Regions from separate parts of the Rattus norvegicus genome. Here region 1 is linked to region 2. Evidence: chromatin contacts called from public Hi-C data. All regions are on one chromosome and are shown on one strand. The core of a region is the stretch at or near the end of the contact, and the rest is flanking DNA. Distances in the headings are between cores, read along the strand shown. Region 1 has its middle 63 kb from the start of Snx4. Region 2 overlaps LOC134480933 (WAS/WASL-interacting protein family member 1-like).

Evidence for each region. Hi-C and Micro-C count contacts between places; a contact is called where the count stands out from the background.
Region 1: a Hi-C map of kidney shows a contact between it and region 2, with 3 times the contacts expected there. The contact joins two enhancer-like sites. A contact is called at or near these places in 4 of 12 Hi-C or Micro-C datasets (the A7r5 cell line, the Rat2 cell line, kidney and 1 more).

The regions. Positions count from the first base shown.
Region 1 is chr11:80,958,297-80,961,423 of GRCr8, forward strand. No RefSeq gene overlaps it. Among named protein-coding and RNA genes, the nearest start is that of Snx4, 63 kb to the right of the region's middle. Within about 2 kb of position 1,580, at least 4 of the 93 cell types and tissues checked have an H3K27ac peak or open chromatin away from gene starts, as enhancers often do. A contact at or near this core is called in kidney, where this site is marked.
Region 2 is chr11:80,898,512-80,901,572 of GRCr8, forward strand. All of the region lies in intron 2 of LOC134480933 (WAS/WASL-interacting protein family member 1-like), which reads left to right. Among named protein-coding and RNA genes, the nearest start is that of Zfp148, 9.2 kb to the left of the region's middle. Within about 2 kb of position 1,615, at least 12 of the 93 cell types and tissues checked have an H3K27ac peak or open chromatin away from gene starts, as enhancers often do. A contact at or near this core is called in kidney, where this site is marked.

The sequences.
Region 1 (3,127 bases), core at 330-2,829, 60 kb after region 2:
GTGGAGTGGACAGGCACCTGGAGTGACTAATCCACGTGAGTTCGAAGATCTCTGTCCCTAAGGCACCTAGTGTGTGGCCAGGCTGGTCTGAGGCTGACTGTGTGAAGAGAGATGTCTGTGTGCCAGTCCCAAGCCGGAAGAACGAACTGAAGCTAGACACTTCCTGAAGAGACGAGTTCTGCCCTCAAGGCACAAGTCTGGCTCTGTGCCAACTGCTTCATCAGCAGAGTCAAGTGAAAAGTAACCTTTAAGTGATACATGTATTGTGTCCATGCACACACACACACACACACACACACACACACACACGTATGTGCGTGTGCATGTGCGTGTGTTGCATTATGTGGTAGGAAACCCAATATTTCATATTTTATATGTGCTAGGCAGGTGCTCTACCACTGAGCCACACATCCCAACCCAATCCTTCTCCGAATGGGTCTTGCCATGGTAATATATGTGTATGTCACCACTGCTGGCCCTTTTTCAAAACTGTATTTCAAAAGAAGAAATATACACCCCACTCGGGAGAACCAAGAAATGAGAGGTTTTCATACGTTTAGATCAGAAAGATGCTATGTCCTTGTGTTGGTATTTTTTTTTTTTTTTGATTTGGGTTGGGATTTTTTTGGGGGGGAGGAATTGTTATTTTATTGGGTTCTTTATACCTACCACATTTCCAACCCTTATTCTACCTTAATGCCTTCCATCCTCCCACCCCCAACACTAGGTAAGAGAGAAAAAAGGTTAGGAAGGAAAGGGGGTATAGATCTCTTTAGACTACTTCTCTCTGATTAGGGGCATCGGCTTCCTTGTCAAGTCCAATCTCCATCTTCAGGATCTCTAACCAGCAATGCAGCAATGCAGCAATGCAAATGCAGCAGAGAGACAGGAGAGACCAGCAGCAGGGAGCTGGAGAGATGTTCAGCGGTTAGGACTGACTGCTCTTCCAGAGGTCCTGAGTTCAATTCCCAGCAACCACATGGTGGCTCCCAACCATCTGTAATGGGATCCAATGCCCTCTTCTGGTGTGTCTGAAGACAGCTACAGTGTACTCATATACATGAAATACATATATATATATATTTTTTTTTTTAAAAGAAACCAGCAGCCGCTGCCACAACCCTGCTCAGGGCTCTCACATTTATACCCTCTCATGAGTTCCCAGAATTCCAAACATAAACTGTCTGCAGCTGGCAAAGATCACGCCCCTCCTAGAGCACGAGACAATCACAGCCAGTGGCTATGGACAAAAATGAACCAACCCCATAACCACACCCAGGATTAAAACAAAAACATTCACATAACATAAACTGGGTTTTTAAAGAAATCGAAATTCTCAATACATCCTTCATCACAAAAAAAGGTGGCTGGGAACGTGATGAGTCTGAACTCTCCCAGGCCTGGAAACCCTCCTTAGAAGACAGGCAAGTACATCAGCTCCTTCGTAAAAGGCTTCCCTGCTCACCATGGTCCCACTGCCTATACCCTGGGTCCACATTTTGAATCACTGTCCTCGGGGACGGTCCCCTCAGAGCCAGGATCACTAGGGCTGAGTCAGCGCAGGACACAGAGGTATCCCAATCGGGGCATCATCCAAGCCTGGTGAGTGCCCAGAAGTCTGCTCTGAGTAATTAAATGTAGGTAGAAAGGTCCAGGTTTAAAGGTCTATTTACTTATCATCCTTTTACCCCGAGGACAGGGCCTGCTTGGTTAATGTTTACTTTGTTGAATAATCTAGTTTTAGTCACATCGATAAAAGTTCATTCTACTTTTATAAAACAAACAAAAGTCTGGCAAAGTGGAGATGGTTGCCATCGACGACCCCTTCATCGGCCTCAACTGCATGGTTTGCATGTTCCAGTATGACTCTACCCATGGCGAATCCAATGGCACAGTCAAGGCTGAGAATGGGAAGCTCGTTATCAATGGGAAGCCCGTCACCATCTTCCAGGAGCGAGATCCCGCTAACATCAAACAGGGTGCCGCCGGTGCTGAGTATGTCATGGAGTCTACTGGCGTCTTCACCACCATGGAGAAGGCTGGGGCTCACCTGAAGGGTGAGGCCAAAAGGGTCATCATCTCCACTCCTTCAGCCGATGCCCCTATGTTTGTGATGAGTGTGAACCACGAGAAATATGACAACTCCCTCAAGATTGTCAGCAAACGCATCCTGCACCACCAACTGCTTAGCCCCCTCTGGCCAAGGTCATCCATGACTGGCCGTGGGGCAGCCCAGAACATCATCCGTGCATCCACTGGTGCTGCCAAGGCTGTGGGCAAGGTCATCCCAGAGCTGAACGGGAAGCTCACTGGCATGGCCTTCCGTGTTCCTACCCCCCATTTATCCATTATGGATCTGACATGCCGCCTGGAGAAACCTGCCAAGGATGATGACATCAAGAAGGTGATGAAGCAGGCGTCTGAGGGCCCACTAAAGGGCATCCTGGGCTACGCTGAGGACCAGGTTGTCTCCTGCGACTTCAACAGCAACTCCCACTCTTCCACCTTTGATGCTGGGGCTGGCGTTGCTCTCAATAACAACTTTGTAAAGCTCATTTCCTGGTATGACAATGAATACGGCTACAGCAACAGGGTGGTGGACCTCATGACGTACATGGCCTCCAAGGAGTAAGAAACCCTGGACCACCCAGCCCAGCAAGGACACTGAGAGCAAGAGAGAGGCCCTCAGTTGCCAAGGAATCCTTGTCCCAACTTGGCCCCCAGCACTGAGCATCTCCCTCACAATTTCCATCCAGACCTCCATAATAACAGGAGGGGCCTGGGGAGCCCTCCCTACTCTCTTGAATAACATCAATAAAGCTCAAGGCACGCCCCTCCCCCCAAAACAATACAAAACAAAAACAAAAGTTTCAGCCAGAGGTTTCTCCCTGGTCCGTTGGCTCTACTGCCATCTAGTGGCATATTCCTAGAGTGCAGAGCGGCCATCTGGGACAGCCACCTTGCCTGGGCTAGAGTCCAGGAAGTGCCTATAACTGAGTAAAGTAGCCAGCCTGACAGATTCAGTCCACTCTGAATTCCAATATCCAGATACTAAAATAGAATGTGCTCTATATGGGGGAGGGAGGCTATTAACAACCAAATGAACCAATGACCATCAAATACCTAG
Region 2 (3,061 bases), core at 365-2,864:
TGAAGTCAGCTACAGTGTACTTATATATAATAAATGAATAAAATCTTTAAAAAACAAAAAAAAACAAAAAAAAAAAAGAACACAGCAGGCCATATTTCCTAAAATGAAAATTTGTACATTTGGGAGGGAAAAAAGTTCTTTCAAGTAGATAGGGATGAGAGAAAAAGACAAAAAACTATACAGATGTCTCCCCAGATCCACGAAAAGAACATGAGAAATATGTTTTGGGCGAGAAAATGTGCAGAATGTTTAGCACGGAAGTCATATTTGGAGCGGAGGGCAAAATAAACAATGGAGCTGCAGAAAAAAAAAAAAAACACTGAACGGTTTTCAGAGGACCTCCTTCTGAGCATGTTCTCTGGCTGACCAATCGGTGAGGCTGACGAAGTGGGCACAGTGTAAAGTTACTCGCTGTAGTGCTAACACTCAGGTGCACAACTTATCCCAGCACTTGTGAGGGAATGGCATGTGGGAGACTGAGGTCAGCCTGTCTACATAGAAAGTTTCAAGCCAGCCAGGACTACATAGTAAAACCTTGTCAGGGAGGGAGGGAGGGAGGGAGGGAGGGAGGGAGGGAGGGAGGAGGGTAGATGAACGAATCTGGTGCCTGCCAAGGGTTTAACCAAATGAAGACAAACTGACAACCCAAATGTAGACAGACTGACTACTCTTTTACACCTTAGAGCTGTGGGTTTCTATTTCCAGAAGTGGAATCAATTCAAAGTCTTTTCTCTTTCTAGACGGTATAGACCCCACTTCTTTAAGTCAGGTGTGGGTGCTAAGCATCTGTGGTTTTAGCCACTAGAGAGAGAGGCTGAAGCAGGAGAATGGATTGAGTCCGGACTCTCAGGTTAACATAAGCAAACCAGTATTAAAACAACAGTAAACAAACAAACAAACAAAAACGAACAATATTTCAAAGCCTGGTAGAACAGCAGTGCATGCCTGTGAGTCCAGCCCTTAGGGAGGTTCCGCATTCGAGATTATCATTAGCTGCATGACAATAAAAAAAATGTAAAATAAAGTAAAATAAAATAAAAGATTTCACACAATTGTTTATTGCTATTGTGTGCACACAAAAAGTATATGGGTTTTGTGTGTAGGTGTGCACTCCACTCAAGTGTGCTTACCTGTGCACGTGTGGAGGCCAGAAAAAGCCATCCAGTGGCCTCTGTCCTTACGAGCAGGATCTCTTCCTCAATCTAGAGTTCAAATTCTTTAGCAGCCTGGTAGCCATCAAATTTTAAAAAGGTATCAAAGCATAGTAAAGTTACCCTGATAGTAAACAGATGTTTAGATCAACACAGAGGCTGGTTGGTTTGGAAAACAACAACAAAAAACAAAACAAAATCCAAACGTCCAGCTGGCCAGTATTCAGTCTAGGTATTAAAAATCCACATAGAAACCTGTGAAAAGACTAAAAAGGGCTAAGCAAGGTACTGGGTTACACTGAGGTCCACAATGTGGTGTGGAGGGGCTTTGGAAGAGCAAAGGGCAGGGAGCAGGGCGGGGGCGGGGGCGGGGCGGGGCGGGGCGGGGACGGGGGCGGGGCAGGAGCACAAGAAGCCGTGCTGGCTATTTCACCTTCTCACTCATTGGCTGGTTATGCCCATTTCTTACCTTCCTAAGGAGAATTCTGTAGCCACACAGAACTGCGGCGCAGGGCTGTGAGCATAGCTCAGCGCTAGAGCAAGCTAATGCCTGGGTTCAACTCCAGTGCCCCAAACCCTAAAATCCAGGGCCAGAAAGTCCTCCAATGCTATGGTTCAGAGAGGACTTAGACTAAACTCACAGACAGCTGCAGGAGACAGAGAGGATTTAAAGTGTCTAAACCCTCAGGCAAATCCCTTTTCACACACCCCGTGAAGTGACTCACTTTCTTTTTAATAAATACTGCTTCCCGGAGGCAGCCATTTTAGTCTTTCTGGAAGATTATGCATCTGCAAAAACTTTGTTCTTCCCTTCTTACAAAAGGGAGGGAGTACACAGAGAAAAGTTCAAAAGCCGGCTGGTTTGAGATTTGTTTTATTTGTGAAAAGATAACGTTCAGGCAAGTATAGTGGCTCACATCTATAATCCCAGACCTCCGAAGGCTGAGGTAGAAGGGAACGTGGGCTAGAGAATGAGAGTCTGACTCAAACAAGAAGATAAGTTCTGGAAGAGACGGCTCAGCGGTTAAGAGCACTGACTGCTCTTCTGGAGGTTGTGAGTTCAAACTCCAGCAACCACATGGTGGCTCACAACCATCTGTAATGAGATCTGATGCCCTCTTCTGGTGTGTCTGAAGACAGCTGCAATGTACTTATATAGAATAACTAACTAAATAAATCTTTTTTTTTTTAAAGTTTTACTATTACTGTTAAAATCATTATCAGGGGTTGGAGGGGCGGCTCAGAAATTAAGAGCACTGACCGTTCTTCCAGAGGTCCTGTGTTCAATTCCCAGCACCCACATGGCGCTCACAACTGTCTGTAACTCACGTGCTCACACTAACACATACATGCAGGGAGCAGAACAAAGCATATGAAATAAAAATAGATAAATTATTTAAAATCATTACCCACCAGGCCTCAGACCACACATCGTGCGCTTGCATGTCCAGGCGCATTCCCTCTCTAGAAGAGACAGATATGACAACCAATGGCTGGCGGACGTGATGGTCCCGTCAGCAAGGACTGTTACTATTTGGAACATTCTGTTTTGGAAAGTCAATGTAGGAGTGCAGTATACTGGGAAAGTTTCCATTCTTTTTAGTTTTTAAATGTTTGAATGTTTATAGAAGTAAAGGTCAGCTATCTGTGGAATCATTTATCCCACATCCCCCAAGATGCTGGCTCGTAGGACCGCTACAGAAAAGAAGCATTCAGATCTCTGCTCCCTTCATTATCTATCCACGCCACATCATCACCAGTCCTGCAAATCACCTCGAAGAGAAGATAATGGTATAAAGGTATGTAGTGCAGTATACATACAGTATTATATGTATGTATATTATGTGTTAGATATATATATAATTTTATGTATATAACACTATATATAATATATAAATATATATATAAAT